2 separate regions of the Mus musculus genome follow, and region 2 is linked to region 1. A link is a contact called in public promoter capture Hi-C data. All regions are on one chromosome and are shown on one strand. Each heading gives the region's core, a stretch centred on a gene start, on an enhancer-like site or on the middle of the called end of the contact. The rest is flanking DNA. Distances are from core to core; before and after follow the strand shown.

Region 1 (7,458 bases), core at 2,932-5,431:
GTCCTGGAACTAGGCCCTTCTCTCTGAGTGAGTGCTGGGTCTAGGCCCTTCTCTCTGAGTGAGTGCTGGGACTAGGCCCTTCTCTCTGAGTGAGTGCTGGAACTAGGCCCTTCTCTCTGAGTCCTGGGACTAGGTAGGCCCTTCTCTCTGAGTGCTGGGACTGGGCCCTTCTCTCTGAGTGAGTGCTGGAACTAGGCCCTTCTCTCTGAGTGCTGGGACTAGGCCCTTCTCTCTGAGTGAGTGCTGGGACTAGGCCCTTCTCTCTGAGTGAGTGCTGGAACTAGGCCCTTCTCTCTGAGTCCTGGGACTAGGTAGGCCCTTCTCTCTGAGTGCTGGGACTGGGCCCTTCTCTCTGAGTGAGTGCTGGAACTAGGCCCTTCTCTCTGAGTGCTGGGACTAGGCCCTTCGCTTCAGGAGCATTCACGGAGAAGGGCTGAGGAAAGGAAGGGGAATGTGTCTGCCCCCCCCCCCTGCGTCCCCCAGAGGACAGTGCTTAGAGCACTGCTGTTTGTGTGCATTAGGAGCAGGGTTGGGTTTACTGACGGTTCAGCCTTGGTTCTAACCTCATTTCTGTTGCGCTAATCAAATGTTTATGAATCCTTATATTTTAGTTATTCTTTGGCAAAAATCTGGAGATTTTTTTTCATAAAATAATATGAAGAAATAATGAAGAGAATGGGCTTTAAAAGCATTTTGGGGTCTAGAGAGAGGGCACACTGGTTAGGAACATTTGCTACTCTTGCAGGGACCTGGTTCTGTTCCCAGCATCCTCATGGAGGCTTTCAATCATCCCTCAGAGAACCTGGCACCCTCTTCTGACCTCTTCAGTTATCAGCAGGGGTCTGGTATACATGCAACATGCTGACAAAACACTCATACACATAAAACATTTTTTTAATTTAAAAAAAAGTGTTTTAGTAAGGAATATTGTAACCTGTTAACCTTTGTTTTTTTCCAGGTTGTTTGCTGGTTTGTGGATTTTGTGCTTGGCAGGATTCTTGAAGGTGAGTTGTTTTAGAACAGCTAAGTGAAATATAATTCTGCCTATGTCAGCATAAGTCACCTAAAAGTCCCTGAGTGCCATTTATAGAGGACACTTAGTTGAAATTGTCTAGAGTACTTATATATAGAATATAGAATAATTTCAGTGAAAATCAGTCTTAGGTTAATCATTATCCCCAACTGAGAAAAAGATGCACGCACAAATAAGAGAAATTGTACACAAAAGGCCCTGGCTTACAGCTGCCAACCTCCAGGTGGCTCTCTTTACTCTGAAAAAGATGGAGCTGATGAGAGAAAAAAGATGAGAGAAAGGGTTCTTGCCCTTAAGCCTGACGGCCTGAAGTCGGTCCCTGAGACCCACAGAGGGCAAGGCCTCTTCTGATGTCCACATTCATACATGTCCCCCCCACCCTACCCCCAGGAAATGACTAAATGTCACAAGAAATTTAATTCTTAAAAAAGTAACATTTAAAAACAGTTCATGTTTCGAATGTTACTATTCCAAGTCAAGTAGTGAACTTAACCGAAAGATGACTGCTTCTCCACACGCCTGCTTCCATGAAACAAGTAAACGGGAGTTTAGCTCTGCCTGCCATCCGCCTGCATCATCCATCTTCATCCGTCATCGTTGTGTGTCCTTGTCACACTTGCCACTGGCAGGAGATTGCATTTGAAGTCTCTGAAGTGGGTCTGGTGTGACTCCTGAGGCTAAACGTATTCCTTACTCCCTTGTCTGTAGCTGTTTTTTTACAGTGAGACGATGGAGCTGGTCTTGGCCTCTCTAGGCGCCCTCCTCTTCTGTGGGTTCATCATCTATGATACACACTCGCTGATGCACAGACTCTCTCCCGAAGAGTACGTGATCGCTGCCATCAGTCTCTACATGGATATCATCAACCTCTTCCTGCACCTGTTGAAGTTTCTGGAAGCAGTTAATAAAAAGTAACCGAGCAGTGTTCAGAGACAGTTCTATTATGAAAGACGCTTGAATTAAACTTAAATGTTAATATTAAAAGCATATGTGATCTTTAATGGCATTCTGTGTTCTTCTATAATTTAGAATCTTACTATTTTGGTTTTCTTCTCATTTCCAAATCCTTGACTTTAAGTCTCAGGCAAGAGCTATTAAAATGTCTTTCCCTTTTTCATAAACTGAGGCAGGGTCTCTATGTAGTTCAGTATGGCCTCTAACTCAGGGCCTTACTGTGTCAGCTTCCGATGTCCTGGGAATACACGCATGGTGCCACCTGCCTGGCATATATATATATATATATATATATATATATATATATATATATATATATATATATATATATGTTTGTGTGTAGCATGTGTATATCTGGGGTCTGCAGAGGCCAAAAGCGGGTGTTGTATCCCCTGGAACTGGCGTTACAGATGGTTGTAACATGGAAACTGCACTGGAGTTCTCTAAAAGAGTAGCAAGCACCCTTCAAAATCACTGAGCCATTTGTCAGCTCATTCTTCACCTCTAAAAATGTCTAGTTTATAAGTGGAAAATCACTGGTGTAAAATAGATTTGATAAAAATGAACGGTGTTTATATTTAATGGCAACAAATTTCATATGGTTAGTTTTTATAAGAGCTTTTTCATGCCAAATTGTGGAATGTGTCTTAATACATAATAGGTTGATTTTATTTTCCAAATTTCTGTTCAAAAGCCACAGCCTTTTGGTACATGAAGCTGCCAATTTAGAGCATCTGTAAGGTTGATTTTTCAAACCCAGGGCATGCACGCTTCCTCTTGTTATAATGCCAACTGTATTTTTCCTGGGTTAAAAATCTCAGTGCTTGCTCCACTATATGCATGGTTTCTTCAAAAAGACACAGCTCTTCTAGCAATTAAACAGGGATTTTATAAGTCATCACTTATAAAGGGGGCTGGAGACCTGGTTCAGTGGTTAAGAGCACCTCTTGCTCTTGCAGAAGACCTGGGTTCAGTTCTGTGGTGATTTGGATATGCTTGGCTCATGGGAAGTGGCAATATTGGGAGGTGAGGCCTCATTGGAATAGGTGTGACTTTATTGGATGAAGTGTGTCACTGTGTAGGTGGGCTTTAAGGTCCCTAGTGCTCAAGCTCCAGCCAGTTCAGAAGAGAACCTCTGGCTGCCTTCAGATCTGGGCTTCTCCAGCGCCATGTCTGCCTGCATGCTGTCATGCTTCCTGCTATGACGACAATGGACTGAACCTCTGAAACTGTGAGCCAGTCCCAAATAAATGTTTTACTTTTTAAGAGTTGCTTTGGTTATGGTGTCTTCACAGTAATGGAAGTAAAACTAAGTAAAACTGGTTCCCAGCACCCCTGTGGTGACTCACAACCAACTGTAAATCCAGTTCAAGGGATGAGATGGCCTCTTCTGGCCTCTTCTGGTACCAGGCACACATGTGGTACACATACATGCTTGAATGTGGTGATCTGTTGAAAACACTGTTTCCAGGTAAGTCTGGGTAGTTAACGTTTGTTGCCTAATCACCCACTGAAGATCAATGAATGAGGTACTATCTAGGCCCTAAGACACTCTTCTTATCTTTCACAAGTGTTAAAGAGACTTGCGTATCGCCCATAGCTTGTGCAATATTAGAAGCACATGCAAAAACCACACCTTTTTTTGTAAACTCATTCACCCTAGGTTAGCTTTGTCTCAGGTATGTAATAGTTTGGACAGATCAACATTGGTTGAAATAGCTTGTTTTACCCTTTAAATTCGTGGGGATAAGGAAAGATTATTCTGTTGGGTGACACTTTGAAATATAACTGGCATGCAGTCGACGTGACGTATTTAAGTTGTACAATTTGATACATCCTCACAGCCGCGTACCTCCTAGGATCCTCAGCCGAAATGAGAAAATTTCTAGACTGCAATTAAACAAAAACAAAACTCAGAAAGGGCTCCAGGATGATCAGAGCTGAGCAATCCCTTTGGTATCCTTTCTCGTGAGGCTGTCACAGACAGGGCCCCCGGCCAGGCTTGGCCCATCCAAGGCTTTGAGATGCTTTGATTTATAATTTGCCACTCCCGACAGGAAATTCCTTAAACTTTCTCCTGTAGGTGTAGGGGTCAGCCAAAGCCTCGGGATGACAGAGACAGCTGGTTGACCACGCCTCCCCAAAGACCACGCCTCTCAAGGATCCCGGCATGCTGTGCGCTGGCCCCTGAACGGAAGCCGGAAGCGCCTGTACTTCCGGTTGGCGTCCCACGCGTGGTGCGCGGTGTTGTCTCTCAGGTGAGTTGCGTGGGCTTTGGACTCAACTCCGCGGCGTGAAGGACTGGCTCGGACCCTGCCTCCGCGGCGAGACCTGACCGCATCCTCGCTCGGTGCGGGGCTCGGGAGGGCGAGGCTCGGGGTCCCGCACACGGACCACTGGTGATTGCTGACGCTCAGGGGACCTCACCCAGCCACCCCACGGTTCTCGTGACCTGTACGGTGTGCAGCAGAGCGGTGGCCCCGGGGGATCCGGCTCAGCCCCGCAGTCCGCAGACGGGGACGGTAGCTCCGGGTTGAAGCCGAACTTGGTAGAAAGGAGCTGACAGGAGTCGGAGGATCAGAGCGAGCCTTAGGGAGAGCCATTTCCAGACCTAGATCGGAGATGTGACGGTCCTGAAGTGGGCGTTGTGCGGACTGGAGCTTGCGTGCGTGTGGGGCTAGAGAGTAAGTCGGAGGCCCGAGAGGAGCGGGATGAGCTTTGATACACGAGGGGAGGAGTCTTTAAAAGGCAGGGAGCTATGGTTTAAGCTGTTAAAAGTTCACACTAAAGATGTGGTGACGGATATTGGATAAGAACAGCGCAATAGGTGATTTTAAGGCGGAGCTGTTCGCTTTCTGTGTCTACTATGCATAGCTGCTCTTTGAGAACGGCTTGAATTAACGACTTGTTCCTACTTAAAGGGGCCTGACGTGTCCGGACTTAGTCCTTTCATGCTCTGCGCTGATTATTACATAAGCTAAGCATGAGGGCACAGCACAACTTCTCTTCCATCTGTCCCAGTTCTGAAGAGAAGGCTGCTTGGCCACGTCCTTGCCAGTCAAGGGTGTGAGCAGTAAACCTTTTGTTTGTGTTTCTGTTCACCGCCAGGTGAAGCATGGCTAAAAGCCTGCGGAGTAAGTGGAAGAGGAAGATGCGGGCCGAGAAGAGAAAGAAGAATGCGCCAAGGGAGCTCAACAGACTGAAGAGTATCCTCAGAGTGGACGGGGATGCTCTAATGAAAGACGTTGAGGAGATAGCAACCGTGGTGGTAGCCAAACCTCGCCAGGAGAAAATGCAGTGTGAGGAAGGGCGGTGTGACGGCGCAGATGAGGAAAAGGGTGAGCCTCGGTCTTCATTTACATGGTTTTTCTAAAAAATGATCCACTTTTCTCTTAGGGGTCGGTCTCTCTCTGTCTTTTTAAAGCCGTCTTCTACCCATTCTACTTGTCCCTAGTGTCAAGTCCAAAAGAAACTGGGGACAAATGGCTAGCTGTGGAGCTTATTAGATAATAAAGTACATGCTGGCACCCTGGTTCCTCTCAGCTCCTCCCCCCAACCCCCAAGTGTCTCCACTTCACAAGCCTCCCTCTCACTCCCATATAACACTGCCGTCTCGGCCGTGCTTCTCTCGGCTCCTGGATCCTCTCGTTCCTCTCAGTCGCCTTTACCCCACTTCTCTTCCTCTCTTGCCTCCCCAACCCCCACCCCACTTTCTCTCCTCTCATGGCCTGGTTCAGTCCACTGGCGATGTTTTGTCTTCTTTCTCTCCTGCTCTGGACTCTTCTGACTGTACCTTCCCTCATTTCGACAGTAAACACTTCCTCTTCAATCACACTTGGAGCTGTCCTGTGCTCACTGTATGCACCTCACATACCTGGTGTGTTCACGTCTTTATCCTTTGGAAGCTTACGTTTCTTTTAGAGACTGTGCTAAGCTGTTTCACAGTCAGTGTTTGTGAATAGCATCGCTGAGCTGTTTAGAATGGATCTTCAGCAATTACACAGCAGCTTGAATGCCCCAGGCACTGATGGTACTGCGGGATGGAGCTTAGCATCTAGGCAGATGTTTAATTACCCTGGAAAGTCACAGAATCTCACTTTTGTTTGCATCTTTTTAGAGACCCCTGTGTATTGTTACTCATTGGAGGCTCTGTATAATGCTGGATTCAGCAAAGAAAGGGGTGTTTGTTTTTAATGCCCCTGCTTGGCAGCTAAAGGAAGCACTCATATGAGGGGCATTGACTACACTTCCAGAGGACCCAGGTTCAGTTCCCAGCACCCACACGGCAGCTCACAACTGTCAGTAGCTCCAGGATCTGACATCCACACAGACAGACATGCAGGCAAAGCTTCAGTGTAGGTCTTTTTTTAAAAGGCACTCTTAAGGTAGAAGTGTGTTCATGTCTTGAAGGCCAAGGACCCCAAAGTTCTTAGTGCTTAATCCGAAGTGTTAGCGTCCCATTCTTCCAAAGAGAAACCCTCCTGTCTGGTTTCTGTTGGTCTGCTCTGCTTCCGCTGCCCCTGAGAGGTTTGAGACTTGAACTGGCTGTGTCCCTTTCAGCACACACAGCACCTCTGCAACTCTTTTCTTGGCTGCGCCCCCCTAGGAGTTTCTCTCCCTGTCCTTCCAACCCCGAGACGGACAGCTGCTGATGCCGTTGGTCTTCTATGGCTTGCTTTGTAGCTTACTGTCTCACTCTAAACTTCATGTTTTAGCAGATATCAATTTTTCCCTTTAAAGGCAATACTGGTTTGTCGTATGTGCCACGTTTTATTTGTTTGTAGTTGGCATCTGGGGCATTTCCGTGCTTCTGTGGTCTGATAAACCTTAGTGTCCACGTTTGCGTGCTTGCTTGTGTGCTTGTTTTTAATACCCAATTTCAGTGCTTTGGAGTATGGGCTTAGAGATGGAACGTGGCTCATACAGTAATGCTTTGCTCTTCTCTGCACCTGCCAGACATTTATAGCCACCTAGCAGTGCCTCAAATATCTCACTGCAATGGAACTGCCTGTTTTTAAGGTTTGGTTGTTTCTGTCTGTGTGGATTGTAAACATTCTTTATAAATTCTGGGCATCTTTGAGTCTCTTGGCATAAAGCCCCCTAATTTTCTTAATTTTATCATGTAGGATCTTAGTATACTGTTCTGTTTTTCTATTCCGAAACTTTTATTTTTAACTTTGACTATTCCCTTGAATAACTTCCTGCTCTTAGTGGATAGCTATCGTATCTTGTCGGGGTGTTGTTTGCTTCTGTAATTTGATCAGATATTTCTGCGTTGTTTGTTACATTCTCTTGAGTTCTGCTGCCTTGCTTTCACCCTTGTTCCCTCCACGCTTGTCTAGCCCTTTTCCCAAATACCTGGTGCATTGTCGCTGCAGCGAGGCGCTGGGGTGGAAACTGGGGGTGGAGGAAGCATCAGGGTGTGAGGAGGAGCCGTCCATCAGCGTGGAGGCTTGTAGGGTAAAAGGGGG
Region 2 (7,458 bases), core at 2,369-4,868, 1.1 Mb after region 1:
GATGCTATGGCAGAGGGATCACAAGTTCAAAGCCAGATGATACAACTAAAATAATGTCTTAAGACCTTAAGTGCTGTGGAGACAGTAAAGTACTTACCATGCAAGTTTACTAACACCAGCATCACATAGAAAATGTCATCATGGTGGCACACTGGCCTCTAGCCTTTACAGGCAGGCACACATGAACACACATACACACATATACACACACAAATAAATAAATAAAAAGTAAGTGAGGTCTCAATGGTAGAGGCATTGCCTAACATGTCCTGGTTGTTCAAACCCTAAGACCTCAAAAATAAGAAACAGTTCAAACAACCTTGTCAGTTGTAAATAACACCAGCACATTTCATAACAAAGATGAATGTAGCTATGCTGATTTTGTTTTAAATGTGTGGCCTTCAAATAGCCTGGGTAGTACATTTAATTTAGGACCTCAATAATTTTCATACACGGCAGAAAATGTATTTCCTCTAAAGGGGTCAAATGATTCAACATCCTTGGGCTGGAGAGATGAGTCAGAGGTTTAAGAGTCTTGACTGGCTCTTCCAAAGGACTGGGTTCAAGTCTAGCACACATAATGGCTAACAGTTTTCTGAAATTCCAAGTTCCAAGGGAATGGACCTGTCTTCTGACCTTCGGAGGCACTGAACACATATGGCATACAGACATGTAGGTTAAAAACTCCCAAACACATAAAATAATTTTTTTAAACTTAAAAGAACTAAAAACCTTAATAATAAAAATAATGAAGTTTACATTCTTAAAACTAATACTGGCAACAGTAGGAAGTGTGTGAAAACTCTAACTTAGTTTTGCTGTTTCTTAAAGTACCTACAACTCTGTATTTCTCTACATTATATACTTCGTATGGGGACATATTCTGATTCTCATGTAGAAATGTCTTCCACAGTAATAGCACAGGCAAATAAACATCCTACACAAAAACCCGTCTCTGTGTAGACCATAACCCCTGCTTCTCACTAGGTAACAGAGGAAACAGTCAGCTGGAAACCTGACTAATTTCCTCTCAAAGGAATTTTATCCCTCTATGATACATGGGCTTGCAATACTGAAAGTGTTCTCTAATACTCACAGAGTACCTAACACACATTAGCTTAGGTAAATAGCCTGCCCGAGGCAGCACAGCTAAATAGAAATAGTAACAGGGTGATAACTGAGGAATCTGACTCCAAGTTAATCCCCTCCACCACAGACAATCCACTTTCCAGTACAAACTACTTTGTTGCTGCCCCTAGACCTCAGACCCACACCCAGCACCGTCTGGATACAACATTGAAACAAACGCTAAACTGTGAGAGAAGAAAACCAGCAGGCAGGTTATCTGCATTGTCCCTCTAAGTGGACACAACCCTTAGGTTGGAACAGCTAACAACCCAGTGAGCATGATTTCTGCAAACAGCTGCATCCGTGACCCGATGGTCTAATCACAGTGTTGTAAAGATGTCTGTCCACAGAGACAGTGTGTCAATATACAACATCTTGCTCACCCAACACAAGTCAACTGTGGAAAGAAAGGGTTCACAGGCAACGGGTCAGCAATAGAGATGAAAACTGGGAAGAAATGGACTCTGGCAGGATCTGTGAGTGATCAGTAGAGTGGCCACGCATGTGAACGTGACACCCACTTGCAGGCTGCCGACCTCTATAAACTTTGGCTTGCCAGCTTTCCTCTTCTAAAGGGAAATTATCAGTTTCTCGAAGTTTCCTGGTAAAGTGAATAGCCTTCTAACATGCGGAAATCTGGTCATAATTTTCAAAACTGATTCTCTTGGAATCTGACCTACTGCAAGAGTTTGGGCAATAAGCAGACATTCTTAGCACAGCCAGGTAATTACATAAAATAAAATGTCTGCAGCCAAAGGTGTTGGGGAACGTGGGGGGGGGGTCACTTGGAAGCTGAGAATTGTTTACACAGGTAGGAGCAAACAGACAGATTTTTTCTTTTTCTGTTTTTTTTTTTTTCCTGGAACCAGCTAGACTGGATACAGCAAGTACAAGAAGACTGTATAATTCTCTCTATTCCCCACCCCCATGGTCATTTAGCACAAGGACAATATTGCAAGAAATGTGATAGTGGCTGGCCTTCTGTTCCCCACACTTTAGTACATTTTGTAAATTGAGGTTTTCCCAGATCTATGCAAAAAGACAACTACACTAGTCCCGATGCCTGAAATATAAGCTATCATTATTGAGAAAAAAAAAATTTTTTTTTCGACCAGAATTTGAGTCTCAGAATTTGATAACGGAAGAAACATCAAATCAGCCTATGATCCGAGGAAACCAGGCCATTTCTCAGCTGCACTCTCTGGGCAGGTGAACGGTAGCAGTTGTTAAATGCACCGTGAAGGCCAAGCGCTCAGACTTCACTCAGTCCTGAGACCCAGATTAAAGCAGAGCTGCTGGGGACTCACACTCTGACAGGCACGGAATTCACGCGCTCTGCTGCGAACTGCATTATCGAATTATTCTGCCTCACTAGTTAAAAATCCCTGTCCAAGCGGCGTGGCTAGGGAAGGGGGTGGGGTGGGAAGCCCTAGAAGTCGGCTCTCTTCTCCCAGGGTCCTCTAGGAAATTTCTAGTAAGCACGGAAGAAACGCCAAACTAGTCCTAACAGCTGTTCAGGTAAAGTTAAGAGTCTACACTGCCCCTAGCTTCGGACTTCTGAGAGGCGTGGGGGAGGTGGAAAGACTCGACCACGCTCCGAGCCACCCTAGCAGAGGGGGAGGGGCTGGGCATTAGGAAATGTCTAGGGAAAGAGTGACAGAAGAGTCCCGAGTCAGATGAAAGGAGACTCCACACTCTCCGGGTGTGCGGGCAGAGCGGCAGCGCACAGGTGGCGCAGGTGGGCAACTAGCACAGGTGGTCAAGCGGGCCAGGTGGCGCAGGTGGGCAACTGGAGCAGATAATGCAAATGGCGCAGTGGGGCAGGTGGCACAGATAGGCAGGAGTCCCCGCGCCCTCGCTCACCTTTCCGCTGCAGGTACTGCATCTGGAGCCGCAGGCTCGGGCGCTCCCGCAGCTCCTGCAGCACTCGGGAGTCGCCAGCGCCGCGGCCGCCCAGGAATGCGTCGGAACCCGAGGTCTCGGTGGAGCTGTCCAGGCTGTCCCTTCGCAGGGGGCGGCCCTGGGACGCACGGTCCCCGCCGGCTGCCACCTCCTCCTCCTCGGTGCAGCTGTAGAGCTCGGTGAGCAACCCGCTCACTAGGGACGCCGTGCGGCTCGTGCGGCCGTCGGGCTGCGGCTCCAAGTCGCCCTCGTCCGCCGGGTGCCCCGCCGCCTCCTCGGATTGCTGCGGGTCCCACGTCCTGCCCGCTGGAAGGACCTCCATGGCTCGAACCGCCGCGGCGCCCGCCAGTTCCGGGAGGGCGCGGCCACGCGGGCAGCAAAGAGTCCCCAGCAGGGGTCGAAATGCCAACCAATGGGCGGAGGACCGGAGTTCCGGCTTCACGTCCGCGGGCGCCGCGCCCGAATCCTTCCCACCTGACCCGGAGCGTCCAGGAGACTCCACAAAAACCTGACTATCTGGCAAGTCCTGGGATTTGAGTGACGTTGTGAACTTTTTTCCTCCAATAAAAGACCTGGATTCAGAACAACTAAATTCCGTGACACTTGATTGTGGGTTTAATAGACCTTCCTGAGTTGGCCGAGCTAACAAAAGTCGCCAGAGCTGGTTTTGATGGTGAATTCGAGTTTATGGGAGTTTTATCTTTTTCCTTTAAAAAAGAAAAAGAAAAAATGTGTATTATTGCTGCGCACTCATCCCAGGATGTGCCTGTGGAGACCAGCGGTCAGGCAACACTGTGCAGCCGGTTTTTCTCCTTCCAACTTTTAACTGGGTTCTGGGAATCAAACTCCCGGCTTTAAATGGGTTCAGGGGGTCAAACTCGGGTTGGCAAGCTTGTTAGACAAGTACTTCTGCCTGGCGAGCCCTCTCTCTAGCTCCTCGGAGAGATCTGTCTTTACACTAGACTTCGGAAGAATTTTTGATTACCTTCCCCTTGGATAACTTTGTGAACTTAGTCACATTGATCATCAGTTTAACCCTGTGGTGTCCTCGCTTTTCGGTGAGAGCCTTGCAGCCAAGAGGTTCAATGACTTGCCAGGAAGGAAGCTTGAACTTTTCTTAGTGTCTGCCTCTCATTAGACAGAAATACTCCTCAGCCTGAAGCTGTTAATTGTCTGTACATCTAGGGCTTCTAAAGGAGAGTGGCAGCCGGGCATGGTGGCGCATGCCTTTGATCCCAGCACTCGGGAGGCAGAGGCAGGCGGATTTCTGAGTTCGAGGCCAGCCTGGTCTACAAAGTGAGTTCCAGGACAGCCAGGGCTATAAAGAGAAATCCTGTCTCCAAAAACCAAAGAACAGTGGCAGGCTTCCTGTTTATTTACACTTCTTACGTGGTGGGGCACAGCCTGATGTCCTTAACCACTACCAACAAAATACTTTGAAATTTGAGCTACTGTGAGTTATAAAAGCACCAGTTTTATGACGTTGTATGTATGCCCTAAGCATACAGAATTTGAACATATACTGGAGGGGCCGAGAGATGGCTCAGCAGTTAAAAGTACCAGCTTTTAAATTTTTTTAAATATTAAATTATTTAATATATAGCAAGATGGATCAGCAAGTAAAGGCACATTTGCCATCAACAACCTGTGCTTGATCCCTGGTACCCACAAAGTAGAAGCAAAGATCCCCCTTGTAAAAAGTTGCCCTCTGACCTCCATATGCATACCATAAGACACACGCACAAGAATAAAGAAATGGTGGGCTGAAGAGATGGCTCAGCGGTTAACAGCACTGACTGCTCTCCAGAAGGTCCTGAGTTCAAATTCCAGCACCACATGGTGGCTCACAACCATCCAAAAATGAGCTCTGACGCCCTCTTCTGGCGTGTCTGAAGACAGCTACAGTGTACTTACATAAAATAAATAAATAAGAATAAAGAAATGTCAACCTGTTCATGGATTACAAGAAAAAGATGAATAAACTGCTACCACACCGATTCTTTTAAAGAGATTTTTCTCCCTGTTGCCTGTGGCATGAGTGAAGGAATCCATGGGCCCTTCATCAGAGAAGGATCTTTGCAGCACACCAGACTTCCCCAGGGAGCAAATACGGCAACTGTTTCTCTTTTCTCAGTAGATATTCCCTGGTTTCTCTCCATTTGCCTCCACTAGGGACCCGCTTCAACATTTTTTTCTTTTTAGAGCCTGTCTTCCCAGAAACTGACAGAAGTTCAAAGGGATCTGAGGAAGATTGTGGGAAGCCACATGTGTCGTTGTAGGGTGGCGCTGGCTTCCACTGGCCACCACGCATACATAGGCAGTAAAGTTCTTTTGCCAAGATGAGGTTTTGAGAATTAACCAAAATTAACCAATCAGATGAGAAAAAAAGTTAAACAATCAGATGAGAGAGAAGTTAACCAATCAGATGTAGGCATGCAAATGAGGTAATAAGCATAACCCAAGCACAACCAATCCAGGTGTAAGACACGCCTCTTCTAGGCCTATATAAGCAGCACCAGTTCTGGGCTGGGGTCTTTTCACTCTGCAATCAAGCTCTCCCAATAAACGTGTGCAGAAGGATTCTGTTGCAGCATGGTTCTTGCTGGCCAGTCCGGCACGCACAAGAAGTGGTGCCGAAATCCGGGAAAAGAAACATCTTCAGGCACGAGTGAAGACCCCCTGCTACAGGGAGGATTCAGAACTGCATCGTGGGGAAGGAGCGGTTAATAAAGGTTCCCGTAAAACAGACTGCTGAGAAGGATCCGGCGTGGATTCAGAACTCTTCAGCTGGGGAACGGTGGTAATGAAGTGTTCCTACAAAACAGACTGCTGAGAAGGATTCAACTGCGTGGATTCAGAACTCTTCAGCTGAGGAACAGTGGTACCGGTAAGTAGAAAGAAATTAATGTGAGTCTCTAAGAGGCATGCTCTCCTACAAAATAGATCCGATAACTGTCGCTGGGGTTGCTATCTTTCTTGCCTTGATCTTATGTCATAGCCTTAATTGTCAACACCCAAAATGTAAAGATACAAAAGATAGTATAAAAAATAAAAAGCAGAAAATTAAGTCAATTTACCCTCCTCTCAAGGACTCTGAGTTGTCTAGCTCAGAGGATTCAAAATTATCAGCAGGAGAGGAGGAAGATTTGAAGGAGGCTGCTGCGGAGTATGAGGTAAAAAGATCTGGTCCAATAGGGAGGAGTTTCGGTGCTCCCCCACCTACTCCGCCTTATGCAGATAAGAAAGCAATTGGTAATGGTCACTCTTTTTGCACTCCTAAAGGGTTGCAAAAAATATATCAGGCTTTTCCTGTTTTTCAGAATCATGCTCAACAGCGATATTATGAGCCACTATCACATAAACAAGTGAAAGAGCTAACAGAGTCAGTAAGGACCTATGGAGTTAATGCCTCATTTACTCAGTCCCAAATTGATAGACTGGCTCACAACGCCATGACTCCTTTTGATTGGATGAGTGTGGTAAAGGCATGTCTTACAATGGGACAATATCTAGATTGGAAGTCTATATGGCATGATCTGTGGTTGAGTCAGGCCCGTGCTAATGCTACTGCAGGGCAACCAGCATGGAGCTTTAAAATGCTTACAGGTCAGGGTATATGGACAATCAATTAGGATACCCAGTGCAGGTCTATGAACAGATCAATCAGGCAACAGTGAAGGCTTGGAAAGCATTGCCTAATCGAGGAAAGGTATCTGGTAACTTAACAAAAATTATTCAGGGAATTAATGAGCCATTCTCTGAATTTGTGGCTCACATGATGGAAGCGGAAGGACGCATATTTGGTAATTCTGAGACCACATTGCCATTAATTGAACAATTAGTTTACGAGCAATGTACCAAAGAATACAGAAATGCTATCACACCATGGAAAGGGAAAGGACTACAAGCATGGATGAAAGCCTGTAGAGAAATAGGAGGACCTCTTTCAAATGCAGGGCTGACTGCCGCAGTTTTGATAGCGCAAACAAAAGAAATAACCTGCTATAATTGTGGACAAACAGGGCATATGCAAAAGCAGTGTACAAAGGGTAGAAAGAGTAGGTTTGAAAAGACAGTACCAGGTATTTGCCCAAAATGTGGGAAAGGAAGACATTGGGCAAATGAATGTAGATCAGTCAGAGATATAAAAGGAAGGCCAATACCTCAATTTAAAGTGCAACAGCCAAAAAACAAAGTGAGGGGCCCCCGTCCCCAGGGCCCCCAAATGTATGGGGCATTCCAGACCACAGTGTCCATGAGGCCACCCAGAGACCGAGGAGAGCCACTCCGGGTTCAGCAGGATTGGACATCTGTGCCACCTCCAGAGTAATTCTTACACCTCAAATGAGGTGCCAGCCTATTTCAACAGATTTTAGAGGTCCCTTACCAAAGGATACAGTGGGCCTACTGTTGGGTAGGTCCTCTTCT

Evidence for each region. Promoter capture Hi-C pulls out the DNA fragments that hold promoters and counts their contacts.
Region 2: a promoter capture Hi-C map of liver shows a contact between it and region 1, with 5 times the contacts expected there. The contact joins the promoter of Tbc1d30 here to the promoter of Llph in region 1. A contact is called at or near these places in 7 of 39 promoter capture datasets (the 3T3-L1 cell line, the HPC-7 cell line, HPC-7-derived erythroid cells and 3 more), 1 of 15 datasets of contacts at CTCF or cohesin (large pre-B cells), 1 of 484 Hi-C or Micro-C datasets (B cells), 3 of 115 datasets of contacts at active chromatin or transcription factors (the 230-238 cell line, large pre-B cells and pro-B cells) and 2 of 9 other capture datasets (adipose tissue and liver).

Annotation. Positions count from the first base shown.
Region 1 is chr10:120,222,879-120,230,336 of GRCm38.p6, forward strand. Llph (LLP homolog, long-term synaptic facilitation (Aplysia)) reads left to right here and starts at 4,182. Exons shown (of 3, transcript NM_025431.2): 1 at 4,182-4,245; 2 at 5,096-5,325. The coding sequence starts at 5,103. It overlaps Tmbim4 (transmembrane BAX inhibitor motif containing 4), which reads left to right. Exons shown (of 7, transcript NM_026617.3): 6 at 959-1,004; 7 at 1,742-2,019. The coding sequence ends at 1,948. It overlaps Gm40782 (a long non-coding RNA gene), which reads left to right. Exons shown (of 2, transcript XR_001779655.1): 1 at 1-311; 2 at 401-651.
Region 2 is chr10:121,348,026-121,355,483 of GRCm38.p6, forward strand. It overlaps Tbc1d30 (TBC1 domain family, member 30), which reads right to left and starts at 3,619. Exons shown (of 13, transcript NM_001361015.1): 1 at 2,992-3,619. The coding sequence starts at 3,352. It overlaps Gm51786 (a long non-coding RNA gene), which reads left to right and starts at 5,876. Exons shown (of 3, transcript XR_003948972.1): 1 at 5,876-5,917.